Regions from separate parts of the Rattus norvegicus genome. Here region 1 is linked to region 2. A link is a contact called in public Hi-C data. All regions are on one chromosome and are shown on one strand. The core of a region is the stretch at or near the end of the contact, and the rest is flanking DNA. Distances in the headings are between cores, read along the strand shown.

Evidence for each region. Hi-C and Micro-C count contacts between places; a contact is called where the count stands out from the background.
Region 1: a Hi-C map of Schwann cells shows a contact between it and region 2, with 16 times the contacts expected there. The contact joins the promoter of C6h2orf50 here to the promoter of E2f6 in region 2. A contact is called at or near these places in 10 of 12 Hi-C or Micro-C datasets (the A7r5 cell line, the Rat2 cell line, Schwann cells and 6 more).

What each region holds. Positions count from the first base shown.
Region 1 is chr6:45,522,824-45,529,706 of GRCr8, forward strand. It overlaps C6h2orf50 (similar to human chromosome 2 open reading frame 50), which reads right to left and starts at 2,987. Exons shown (of 4, transcript NM_001415120.1): 1 at 2,523-2,987; 2 at 320-359. The coding sequence starts at 2,737. It overlaps LOC134479346 (a long non-coding RNA gene), which reads left to right and starts at 2,920. Exons shown (of 2, transcript XR_010052536.1): 1 at 2,920-3,056; 2 at 5,254-5,646.
Region 2 is chr6:45,317,005-45,323,276 of GRCr8, forward strand. It overlaps E2f6 (E2F transcription factor 6), which reads left to right and starts at 4,254. Exons shown (of 7, transcript NM_001100717.2): 1 at 4,254-4,361. The coding sequence starts at 4,254. It also overlaps a transcript of Greb1 not described here.

The DNA of each region.
Region 1 (6,883 bases), core at 1,737-4,236, 200 kb after region 2:
AGGCCGGTCTCAACCTCAGATCCACTTGCATCTGTCCCCCAAGTGCTGGGAGTAAAGGCATGTGCTACCACCTCCCAGTGAAAATATATCTTTAATAAAATCAACAAATACTGGATACTTTTTTTCTAAGTGTTCTATATAAATATTTTCTTTTCCATTAGACCCCTAGTTACTTAAAACAACACTTTTATTCCTCACTTCTATTCTGCTCAGAGCGCAGAGTAGGTCCTCAAAAAAAATTTAGTTAAATGAAGGAAGAAAGAAAGGGCAGATGTCCACACTGAAAGCAGTTTTCTGGAGGTTGGGGGTTGTGTCTTACCAGAGGGTCATAGTCCTTCAGGAAACCCCAATTCTCAGCCCTGGAAAGAAAGCACACGATTATCAAGGTTTTTTGTTTGTTTGTTTCTTAATGTACACTGGTGTTCTGCTGACATATAGATCTGTGTGAGGGTGTCGGGTTCCCTAGAACTAGAAATACTGACAGCATGCGGTTGCTGGGAATTGAACCCAGGTCTTTTGGAAGAGCAGCCAGTGCTCTTAACCACTCAGCCACCTCTCCAGCTCGATTGTATCTTGTTTGTTTGTTTGTTTTCTGGAATATCCTGAAAATTAACTTCTACTATGTCTTTAAGTGTTTGTATTACCATGGGGGAATTAAAACGCTATGTAACCACGATGAATGCCAAGTGCCCATGCTTTATTTATGGAGCAGCACACAGAGTGGCCAGTTACTTTTTCTATCTTGCTTTTGTGATTTCCACATATTCGTCCTACTCCAGGTGTGTTTAGCGCTTCTAGTTTACATGATCCTTATTTCTTCTTTTATTCTAGTCCAGGTTAGCTCAGAAAAAAATTTTAAAGGTTTATTTATTTTTTATTTTTATATAAGTACACTGTAGCTATTTACAGACACACCAGAAGAGGGCATCGGATCCCATTACACATGGTCATGAGCCACCATGTGGTTGCTGGGAATTGAACTCAGGACCTCTGGAAAAGCAGTCAGTGCTCTTAACCTCTGAGCCATCTCTCCAGTCCATGCTCAGGACTCTTGATGTAGCTGACAATGACCTTGGACGACAACGACTCCTCTTCCTCTTCTTCTTCTTCCTCCTCCTCCTCCTCCTCTTCCTCCTCCTCTTCCTCCTCCTTCTTCTTCTTCTCCTCTTATTTAAACTTGAGATGGGTTCTTATTGTGGTCCTGCTGGCCTGGAACTTTCTATGTAAACCAGGCTGGCTTTGAATTCACAGAGATCTGCCTGCCTTTGCCCCTTTGCCCCTTTGCCCCTCTGCCCCTCTGCGCTTCTGCCCCTCTGCCCCTCTGCCCCTCTGCCCCTCTGCCCCTCTGCCCCTCTGCCCCTCTGCCCCTCTGCCCCTCTGCCCCTCTGCCCCTCTGCCCCTTTCCCCCTCTGCCCCTCTGCCCCTCTGCCCCTGGGATTAAAGGTGTACAAGTTACAGCAGGCAAACTTGACCTTTGGGTCCTCCTGACTCTACCTTCCCAATGCTGGGATTGCAGCCTTTGGTCATCACCTTTTGCGATGGTTTGGATGAGAATGATCTCTATATGCTTATTTATTTGAACAGTTGGCTCCTATTGGTGGAACTGTTTGGAAAGGATTAGGAGGTGAGGCCTTGTTAGAGGAGGTGTGTCATTGGGTGGGCTTTGTAAGCTGCCTTAGTCATGGTGTTTTATCACAGTAATAGAAAGGCATTTCTGTTTTTTTAAAAGATGATATATATATACATATATATACATACATATATATATATACATATATATATATATGCATGCGCAGATACTGTAGCTTTTTTAAGACAAACCAGAAGAGGGCATCATATTCCATTACAGATGGTTGTGAGCCACCATGTGGTTGCTGGGAATTGAACTCAGGATCTCTGGAAGAGCAGTCAGTGCTCTTACCCACTGAGCCATCTCTCTGGCCCCACTTGTGCATTCTTTAAAAATGTCTAATATGAGGGGTTGGGGATTTAGCTCAGTGGTAGAGCACTTGCCTAGCAAGCGCAAGGCCCTGGGTTCGGTCCTCAGCTCCGAAAAAAAAAATGTCTAATATGTAAAGCTGAAGCCTAACGTGTTTTAGTTGCCTTTTGTCCTGGAAGGGAGACCCCCTTGGTACCCTGGGCAAACAAACCTACCACGCTTCCCCTAGTATTCTTCACTGAATAAAAGCAAGAACAAGGCTCCCCAACCCAACCCCCAGACCAGCATCCCGCCCCAGGCAGTACCTGGTTTCCAGCTGCCAACTTCTTCCCAGAAGAGGATAGAGATGTTATTGTTTGTCCGGAGATGGGCCCAGAGCCCTGTCTATGCCTGTATTCCCTGCTATCTTTGGGAAAGAGTGCCTTGGCTCCTCCATAGTCTGAGCCTCTGCTGACCTCTCTCACACCCTACTTCCATGTTCTCCCCCTCTGATCTTTCCATATATCCTCAGCACTTTCTCAGACCAAGGCGAGTGGAGGTGTGGGAGGTCTCAGGGAGAAAGGAGGCGGGGCAGGACACTCACCAACGCCGCTGGCCCCGCGCTTCGGCTTCCACAAGCTCCCTCCACAGCTGGTCCTGCTGCACACCCGGGGCTAGAGTCCCCTGGGAACCACCCACGAGAGCCCTGCCTGCTGCCGGGCCATCCCGGCCCGGGGAAATTGTGGCAAGCTGCCTGGTAGGGGGCAGTTGGTACCCTGATGATGTGGTTCTAGGAAGCCCAGTGTGTTGGCTGCCCATGGCAGGCTAGATAAGCAGGAGAGGAAGAGAAGAAAGAAAAGAGAAAGACTGGTTGAGACTCTCTCGTCTTAACCCAGAATAACCTGCACAAGGTGTTCCCACATCGTCCCACACCGGATCTCGAGCTCAGAGAGAGTGGCAGATGGGGACCAAAAACACTCCAGGCTGGGACAGCATCTGTGCCCAGCTGTGTTTTGCAGCCCTGCCTGTGTTGACCGTCGCCCAGGGAACAGGCGAGTCCCGAGTGCGCATGGGGCGGAAGGGGCGGACCCGGTTTGTGCCCTCTGAGGACGTCTGAGCCACTCAGTGGGTGCAGATGGTAGGTGCTTTGCCCAGTTCTTCCCCTGAGCAGGAGGGCGGGACAGTGTCTGACGCTGGATCTCGGGAGGCGGTGAGTGCTCCATGCTCCGGGGATCTGGGAAGGCTGGTGAACTCGAGCACGGTCGTGTGCTTCCCCCTGGTGGAAAACTCAGCCTCCCAGACCAAAAGAGCAGGGGCAGGAAGTGAAGATATCTTAATTAGGGTTTCTAATTGCTGTAAGGAAATATCAAAGCAAGTTAGGAAGGAAATGGCTTATCTGGCTTCCACTTCCATATAGTAATCCATCATTAAAGGAATTCGGGACAGGAACTCAAACAGGGCTAAAACCTGTAGATAGGAGCTGATGCAGAAACCGTGGAGGGCTATTGCTTACTGGCTTACATGGCCTGCTATCTTTAAAAAAGATTTGTTTGTTTGTTTAATGTATATAAGTGCTCTAGCTGCATGTACACCTGCATGCCAGAAGAGGGCATCAGACCATATCGTAGATGGTTGTGAGCCACCGTGTGGTTGCTGGGAATTGAACTCAGGACCTCTGGAAGAGCAGCCAATGAACTGAGGCATCTCGTCAGCCTTCAGCCTTAAAACCCAGGACCTCCTACCCAGGGATGGCCTGGGCCCTCCCCCATCAATCAATCAATCAATCACTAAGACATGACTCACTAGCCCCACCCCCTCACTAGCAGCAGCACTCAGAAGAGCTGGCTCTGCACCTTAACTGGGCAGCACAGTGGAGCTGGCCCTGACGGTGAAGGGACGGGGATCCAGGCCAGAGGGCATGAGAACAGGAGAGATGAACGTGCCTCCTGCCCACGTCAGCACTGGGTGGTCTAGCTGGAGCCGTGCTGGACAGCTATCCCTGGAGGTACAGAGAAGGGAACGTTGAGGCGCTGACCCTCTCAGTTACCACCCGTGCCCAGATCCCGGGCTCTGAATTGGCCTACTCCAAAATCTATATCGTTTGCAAATGGTTGGGACACACGAAAGGGCCAGTCCTGCTTATCCAAAGCTGTAGGATCCCCACAACATGAAGCAACAACAGGATAATGAGGAGGAGTCCTGGTGACAATCCAATGTGGATGGTGTCACAGGAGCCAGAGACCTGGAAGCGCAGGCCAATGACTCACTGCAATGAACATTTGCAAGTGACGGTGTGGGACAGAAGGATGTACTGTGGGACACACTGCAGCTTCTACAATGAGATGTTTTCTAGGTCTTTTTTCTTTTTCTCTTTGTGTGTGTGTGTGTGTGTGTGTGTGTGTGTGTGTGTGTGTGAGAGAGAGAGAGAGAGAGAGAGAGAGAAGAGAGAGAGAGAGAGAGAGAGAGAGAGAGAGAGAGAGAGAGAGGCTATTTTGTGGGGAGGTGGCAAGGACAAAGGGTGGATACGAAGGGATGAAGGTATGGGAGATGAATGGGACTGGGCTGCATAATGTGAAACTCACAAAGAATCAATAAAAAGTTTTCCTTTTAAAGTGAATTATGGAGGAAGAAAATTTTAAAAATGCCTTACAGCTGGATCTTATGGAGGCATTTTCTCAACTGATGCTCCCCCCTCGCTGATGACTTTAGCTTGTGTTAAGCTGACCTAAAACTAGCCAGGGCCGCAATGTATGCTCCTTCTGAAAGCCCAGAGAACCTGCAGCGTCCTGTCATTGATACTGCGGAGCCTTCCAACCACCCTCGGCAGCTTTAGTAGACATAGGCTCTACACTGTGTCACACTCAGGACCGCAGTGAAACCCAGTCTACAGGGAAGAATACAACAGGGGTGATTGTCAAGGTGGCCTGAGTTAGCTTATCATAAGAGGCACATTGCAGACTTAAGGGTGGGAGTTCTGCTGCGCACCCACTTCTGTTTCTTCCCTAATCCTGAGAAGCCCAGTTCTTTCTGTGGCACCAGTGGGTTTTTCATCCAGCTCAGCCAAACTCAGACCCTCCCATCTGCTGTTCCAGGCACCCTCTTTTCTTCTTTATCGTTGGAGCTGGGTCTATTGATAGACCTCTCAATCCTTCCCTCACACTTTGTGTCTGACTCCTGTTAGGCAAGGTGCTCCTTCCCTGTACAGCCAGAGAACAGAAACAGTTAACCAAGTGTAGACAGAGGTGCCTTAAGTGGAGAGATGCTCTGGGACTCAGCCAATAGTTCACACCTCCTCTAGTTTCTGCTCTCTTATTGTGTGTCTGTTTCCTCTCCAGCAGTGAAGCTCCTTAGGATACAAAGTAAACAAAAGAATACCAGGAAGTCCCTGAAACTGACCAGATTCACTAGGCTCCTCCTTTCCTGACAGTGAACAATAGCCAGTGCTGAGAGTTCCACTAAAAGGAACCAAGCTGCAAAGGAGACTTAGGAGACCACCCAAGTGGCCTGGAAGAAGCAGAGACCTCTGGAGCAGCGGGGAAGAACAACAGAGCCACTTGGAAAGCACACTCCCCTACCTGTTGAGTTGCCTGCAGGTTGTACCGTGTGCACCAGGCTGCCAACTTTTGTGAGCTGTCACCCACACTGTTGTGGTCTTGGGTGATGCAACTGTCTGACTCATATCTACCTCTGTAAGTAATCCCAGTAAAACTCATTGGTTTACCTACTAAGACTTTGGTGGTATCCATACTTTGGTCTGTCGTAGGTTCTCTATCTGGGGTTAACAGATGCCTGTTGCTTCTCCCCAGGAAAATTTCATTACAAAAGAGGCAGCAGGATTTAATCTTTACAGATGAGAAGGATTTTGAAGGTACAAGAGAGAAGACAAGGGAGGAGGCATAGTTTGGGGCTCGAGGTCGGATACAGATGCAGCCAGGCGTGTGAATATTTTGTACCTTATTCTGCACAGAGCCGGCAGTGATAAGTTATAACCACCAAGGTAACCGCAAAGTTAGAACCATCAGGAAGGGACCGAGGAGCCTTCCATGGCTGCGACCCTTGGGAAGGGTGGTGCTGAAGCCACAGTGGTCTCAAGCAGAGGCTAGTGTAGCAGAGACTCAGTGGGCAGGCAGGGAGCACCTTGAGCACCTTGAGTCATTTGGTGTTGATATGCAGGACAGCTGTGGAGTGTTGCAGAGCTTCGCGTCGGGTAAAAAACCTGAGATCAATTCCGGGGCTTAAAAAAACCACCAATCTCGGTCCCCAGCTCCGAAAAAAAGAACCAAAAAAAAAAAAAACAAAACAAAAAAACAAAAAAACAAAAAAAAAAAAACAAAAACAAAAACCAAACCACCAATCCCTGAGCTTGCCCCAAGCTCAGGTCTTGAATCCTACCAATCCCCGCCCTGGAAAACTCCATCCCACAAGAAACTTTACAGACCCCTGCCTCCCACTCAGTTCCCTGCTGCCTCTCTCTCCTGGGTTCCTTGTCCCGTGTGACTTTGCGGTCCAGGATTCTTTCCCTTCTGAGTTGTAACACTGACACATGGGTCCAAACAGACTGATGGGATGTGGCCTTTCTCTTCTCCTTTGTTTTTCCTCCCATAACTGGGCAGTTTTGTGGGTGACAATGTCTCTAGGGTGGCAGCGTAAATCCCGCACAGTACTCTGATATTGAGTCCTCACCATGCTTGGGTGCAGCACCTCTGGCTGGCTCCCTTGCATCCGGGGAGATTTCTCTTCTTGGAGAGAATGGAAGCTGTCGCCCCCGGAAGTCCTTTTGGTGTGCGAAAGAAGTCCTTACCAGGCTGATGTGGGCCGTGGCACCCAGCAGTTAGGGACAGCCATGTGGCTTGTGAGGCTTGTGAGGATGTGAGCCTTGGCCTCCTGCCTGCGTGACAGGAAATGCAACAGCATAGGCTAAAGCAAGCAGCCAGGCATTTGGAGCAGCTCTCGCTACGCCAAGTA
Region 2 (6,272 bases), core at 3,004-5,503:
CATGTTTGTTCTAGGTCTTCAATCCCCAAATGTCACAGCAGAAAAGTTAACTGGGCTTTGATTTAACAAAGTATTGATTTTAGGGGATTGGATACTTGCAGAGCCTAGAGGAGCTAGTTTCCTACCAGGACTCAGCCAGTGCCTTACAGCATACACTCAAACCTCTGAGCTTTTAATTTGTTAGTTCTGGATAGAGCCATAGAACCTGCATTTCTAGCAACCCCCTACACACACACACACACACACACACACACACACACACACACACACACACACGTAATGGCAATGCTGAGACTCATGACTCATTGTTGCATTGTAGAAGAAATAAGAGATCTCTCCTGTGTTCTTATTCTCTCTCCCTCTCCCTCCCTCCCTCTCTCTCCCTCTTCCTCTCCCCCTCCCTTCCCCCCCCCTCTCTCTCTTCTTTCCCTCTCTCCTCTTTTCCTCCCTCCCTCCGATCACCTCTAGATTTCAGGTATCCCAAGTTGACCTCAAACTTACTACTCACGATTTAGCTGTAGATGTCCCTGAACTTCTGACCCTCCTACTTCCACTTCCCAAGTGCTTTGAGATCAAAAGCATGCTACCACATCTGGTTCATATGGTGATGAAAATGAAACCAAGGTTTCGTGCACACTAGGCAAGCACTCTACCAACTGCTCTTTTTTTTATCCATGTTCCCTTCAGTGTCTGTCATGAGGGCATCCCAGTTCTTGAGAGGTTCTGCCTAGTTGTCTCCCAAAGGCCATGTCTAATAACCATTTCACTGGGCATTGATTTTGAGCACATGGCTCTCCCTAGTGAGCGGCACCAAGGATCCTCTAGTTGAAGGCAGCCTGTTGGGTGGCCACAAAGCCAGCTTTCAGAGTCTTCATACCTCACTCACTGTTCCAGATAGCTTTCCGGGGTTATGTGGGAACAAACCCCAAAGTCAGTTATGATTTCCCACTCCTCTTCTATGTTGTCATGGTGTATCAGACATGTTCGATCCATTCTTATGCTTCCTGGTCATACATCTTCATCAACCGGGGAGCTCCTAGTACTCCAGGATGTCCTTGTCAGAGTTAGAGTTCCTGACAGATAGCCCAGCACCGGAAAAATGCTCAGACAGTGCAGAGATGATGTAGACTTGGGCTACAGCCACATAACTAGGTTTTTTATGTGACTGTGGAAAGACTGACTAGCTGCTCTCCTTTTCCCCAGATGGGTGCGCTCAAGCTCTTTCGTTAGTCTGGAGTGCCTGGCATCTGTCATAAGTCACACTCCTTCACTGGCCCAACTCCTTTGGACTGTAGAAAATACAGTCAGTGGTCAAGCTGCTCAAGGATCCAAATACCAAAGTGAGTTATCCAGCTGTGAACTCAAATCATGTCTCTACCACTCGCTAGCTAGCCCCTTTGGGTAAATTTTGTAATCTTACTGATCTTTGATTTTCTCTTTTCAAAAGTACACTGTAGCTGTTGTCTTCAGATACACCAGAAGAGGGTATCAGATCTCATTACAGATGGTTGTGAGCCACCATGTGGTTGCTGGGATCTGAACTCAGGACCTCTGGAAGAACAGTCAGTGCTCTTAAACCACTGAGCCCATCTCTCCGATTTTCTGATCTGTAAACTGGTCTCTCATTATGTAACCCAGTCTGACCTCCAACTTCTGGTGGTCCTGCCTCAGTGTCCAGAGTGTTCTATGCCATTCTGAGTATACTCTTGGCCATACCCTACAGATCTGATATGAGATTTACGTGAGCAAAAGTATAGAGAGGGTTTGACATTTAACAGAGGCTGGATAAAGGGGCCTTAAAATTAGCCATGCCTGTTCTCCAGCACTGGATCTCTCTGAACTCCTTGTGGCAGAGGCTCTCCTAGTAGCTCTGAGAAACTCTCCACTCTGCATAAAACGTGCTCTTTCCTAAAGCTGACCTCGCTACAGCTGTATTCTATTTTTATCAGTCTTCGGCAAACATTTACAGATTGCTTGCTGCCTGCCATGCTCCTAGCTGAACACTGGTGATCCCAGGAGGACAAAAGACCTCTGACCCCCTAACAAGACATCTGACCCCTAGAAATGTATAATCTAGTGGGAGCCAACTTCCTCCAAAAGTCCTTCCTGCCCTCACTAAGCTTCCCTCCAACCTGGAATTTCCACATTGTGTTACCCTTCCATTCAAACACAGAGGAGCTGGAGACATGGCTCTGTAGTTAAGAGCACATCTGCCTTTCCAAGAGGACCAGAGCCTCCATAACCAGAGGTTCACAACCACTTGCAACTCCAGCTCCCAGGGAACCAGAAGCCTCAAGCCTCTGAAGGCATTGCACTCATGTGCACATACTCACACATACCCATAATTTAAAAATAAGTGAATAGGGCCCTGGGTTCGATCCCCAGCTCCGAAAAAAAGAACCAAAAAAAAAAAAAAATAAGTGAATAGGTGTGGGAAAGATGACTCAGTGGTTAAGAACACTGACTGTTCCTCTAGAGGACCCAGGTTCAATTTCCAGCACCCACATGGTGGCTCACAACTGTCTGTAATTCCAATTCCAGAGGACCTGATGCCCACACAGAGACATGCAGGCAGGCAAAACACCAAATCACATTGTAAAGGGATTTTAATCCAGCAACAGGGCTACTCTGGCAAGGGATCACACCCAAAGACTTTCTAGGTCTATATGATCTGACCAAATACAGACACACTCTGGATTATAGTACAACCTGAATGGAATATAGACATGCCTTTAATCCCTAATAATGAACGTAAGATTGGTTTGTAGAAGAAAGCAGCCACGTTTAAAAGTAACATCTAATTGAGGGCAAAGTGAGAAGTTAGAGAAAGATTTGACAGAATGAATCAGAGGACACACGGAGTGGGGGCGGGGAGAGGCAGTTTACTGGAACAATTTTATAGAGACAGGCTTTAGAAAGAACAAGTTGGTATCTTTATTCAGTAAGAACTCCCCACATTACAAATTGAGAAACTAAGTCACAGAATGACTTTTAGAAACTTGCTTAAGATCTTACAATTTGAAAAGCTATCTGTGACTCCAGGTAACTTTTTTTTTTCCGGAGCTAAGGACAGAAACCAGGGCCTTGCGCTTGCTAGGCAAGCGCTCTACCACTGAGCTAAATCCCCAACCCCTCTCTTTTCTTTTTTAAGTTTAGTTTAGCATATATATATATATATATATATATGTGTGTGTGTGTGTGTGTGTTTTGCATATATATATGTGTGTGTGTATATGTGTGTGTGTGTGTGTATATATATATATATATATATATATATCATATTAACATGTGTGTGCCTGGTGCCTATGGAGATCAGAAAAAGGGCATTAGATTCCCCTGGGCCTGGAGTTAACAGATGGTTTGAGCCAATGTGTGGGTAATGAGAATTGAACTCAGGTCCTCTGGTAGGGCAGCCAGTGCTCCTAAACGTAGAACCATCTCTCCAAGCTCCAGTTAAGATGTTTTATCTATCTCCTCCATTGGATTCTGGATCCAGTCTGTTATATTTAAAACAGTATCTTCTTGAGCCAGCCCAATACCTGATACAATAACTATTCAAGAACTGATACAGAAAAAAAAAAGTTTGTGCTTTTGGGACAACGTATACTCTAAGGATGAACTTTAGCTGACTTCGAATTCAAACACATGATCTCCCTGCCTGGATCTCTACGGCGCTCGTTCTGGTCCCTCCAGGATGGCTTGTTTATGAGCATGTGCTAAACACCCTTAGATGCGTGATGGGAGCGGGACTGTCATCGTCCCTGGGCACTCAGCCCCTGCAGTCCGCCGGTCGCGGGTCCGGACTAGGGAGCGCCGACTCTGGTACCCCGGAATCCCTGCTCCACCTCTTTTCTTACCTCTCCCCACCCCCGCTTCCCCGCCACCCTCTCCGAGGATCCATCCTCCGGAACACCCGGGTGTCAGCTGCGGGCGAGGACGCGTGTGCGCGGGAGATCTCCAGGGAAGGCGGTGCGCATGTGCAAAGGCAGGCGCACTGCGCATGCGGGAAGATGGCCGGCTCGGGGACCTGAGTGCCTCTGAGGTCACCCTGGTCACCCTGGTCCCCCTGCGCGCCTACCCCGATCCCCTCCGCGCCTGAGGGCAGCGCTAGGCGAGTGGGACCGCGACGCTCCGTGAGTGAAGCCGCAGTGCTCCGTGGGTGGAGCGGGCGGCGCTGAAGGGGCCGGGAGCGCGCGCACCGAGCCTCCCGGAAAGGCGGGAGGGCGCGTGGGGCGCGAGGGGCGCGGGACATCATGAGTCAGCAGCGGACGGCGCGGAAACTGCCCAGCCTGCTGGTGGACCCGGCTCAGGAGACCGTGCGCCGCCGCTGCCGGGACCCCATCAACGTAGAGAACCTACTGGTGAGCGGGAACCCGGGCCACGGGGGTCGCGTGCTGTGGGACGCGCCCCTTGCGTCCGGCCCTCTGCACAGTGTCTCTTGGTGTCCCGGGGCTCTCCTTGCAGCTCCCGATTCTTGGACCGCCCTTTGCTTTTAAATGTTTCAATTGGATTTACTTACTTTGTGTTGGGGTGGGGACCGCGGGCGCGTGGATTCCACGAGGCACGTGTAGAGCTTAGAAGGCAACTTGGCGGCAGTCTGTTCCATGCTTTCCACCTTTGTGGTTCGCGGGATGGAACTCTGGTGGAGTTTGTAAAGCTTGGTGGCAAGTACCTTAACCAACTGAGCGATCTTGCCTTTCTGTCTTCACTGTTTGACAGGGGAAATGAAAGAGTGAGAGAGTTCCCTCCATTCTGTGCTTCCCACCTTTCTCAGGGTCCCTGGTGGATCCGTCTTTTGTCCGTTTCTCCCAATCGCTGTGTTCTCTGCAAGGCAAGCTATATCCAAGCCATTCTGGCCAATCCGGTGCCAGATAGTTCATGAACCTTGTCTTGTCTGACTCCTCAGAGCAACCTTGAGATTGTTATTCTTGTCTTAGAGTTTGTCAGAATTGACTCAGGTGTGTGTACAGAGATGTCTGGCCTTGTGGCTAGGTAATGAGGAAGCTTCGGTAGGAACCTCAGAATGACTGCAGATGACAGCCTCTCCCTAACACCCCCCCCCCCCTTTTTTAAAGTGATTTCTGCTGAGTTTCCACTTGATCTTGCATTACCACCCAGGACTGTGCCGGGCACTTGAGTCCTAAGCACTCAGTATGATGGTTGTAAACAAGATCACTGCCTGTTTTGTCGATTCTAGTAGCAGTTTCACACCTTAATCTTGTGTCACAACTAACCACTCTTGGCTGAGTACTGTTTGTTGTGCCTTGGACAGCCATGGTGGGTCCCCTTGTCCCCTTCTCCTTTTCAGACATGTGGGTGTCATCCAGAATTCTCTACAGTTTGCTCATGTAGGTGACCACTCACTATTCCTACCTAACTTGTGGCCCGAGACCATGGTAGGTTTTTAAAGGATTGACAGACACTCTAAAATGCTCACTCTGGAAAAACCACTTAACCTTTTGTACTGCATCACAAGATAACGTCCTCTGAAGTCTTGGATATTCTTATCCAATCTGGTGTTTTTCGTTCGTTGCCTTGAGGTAGCTCCAAATCCATACTACATCTTTCCTAGAGCTTTCTAACTGTGTGTTAGATATCCCTGCTTAGATCTAAAACTTAAAAAAAAAAAAAAAAAGTCTGTGTGTATGTCACATGTGAATGGAGCTCACAGAGGCCAGAAAATGGTGTTAGAGGCCAGAAAACGCCTGGGGCTGAAGTTAACAAGTGGTTATAAGCTGGCACACGGATGAATTGAGCCTTCTGGAAAAGCAGCAAGCAGATTCACAGTCCCTTGCCTAAGAAAGCAACCTTCCTCGAATCCCACCTTAATGAATGATGCTTTACCGCCTGTGGTGTCCAAGCCAGCACTCCGGGCATGGCTGTCACCTTTTTCTCTTTTTCAGAATTGCCTCCAGACCCCACCCTGACCCCAAGGTCATCAAGTGCTATCATGGTGCTATAATGCCATCCCAGTAGGTTTCCCGCCACTATTGCTGCCTGCTGCCTCTCACTCGCTGTTCTGTGCACTTCACCCTTAACTGATGGTCTCTTGAAGGAGTGTTTCTAATCTCATTTGGTCAAAGGAATTAGTGGTTCCTTAGTGCTCCCAGGACCAAAAAAAAAGTAGAGCCCTCTTATCATAATCTGGCTCCGTGTTTACCTTTCCTAAATTATTTTTCTGAGGTTCCATACTCCATCCTTGGCCTCATTTCCATACTGTCATGGAGGTCTCTGAAGTCCAGATTCATGGGTAACTTGTCCTAAGACAAGTG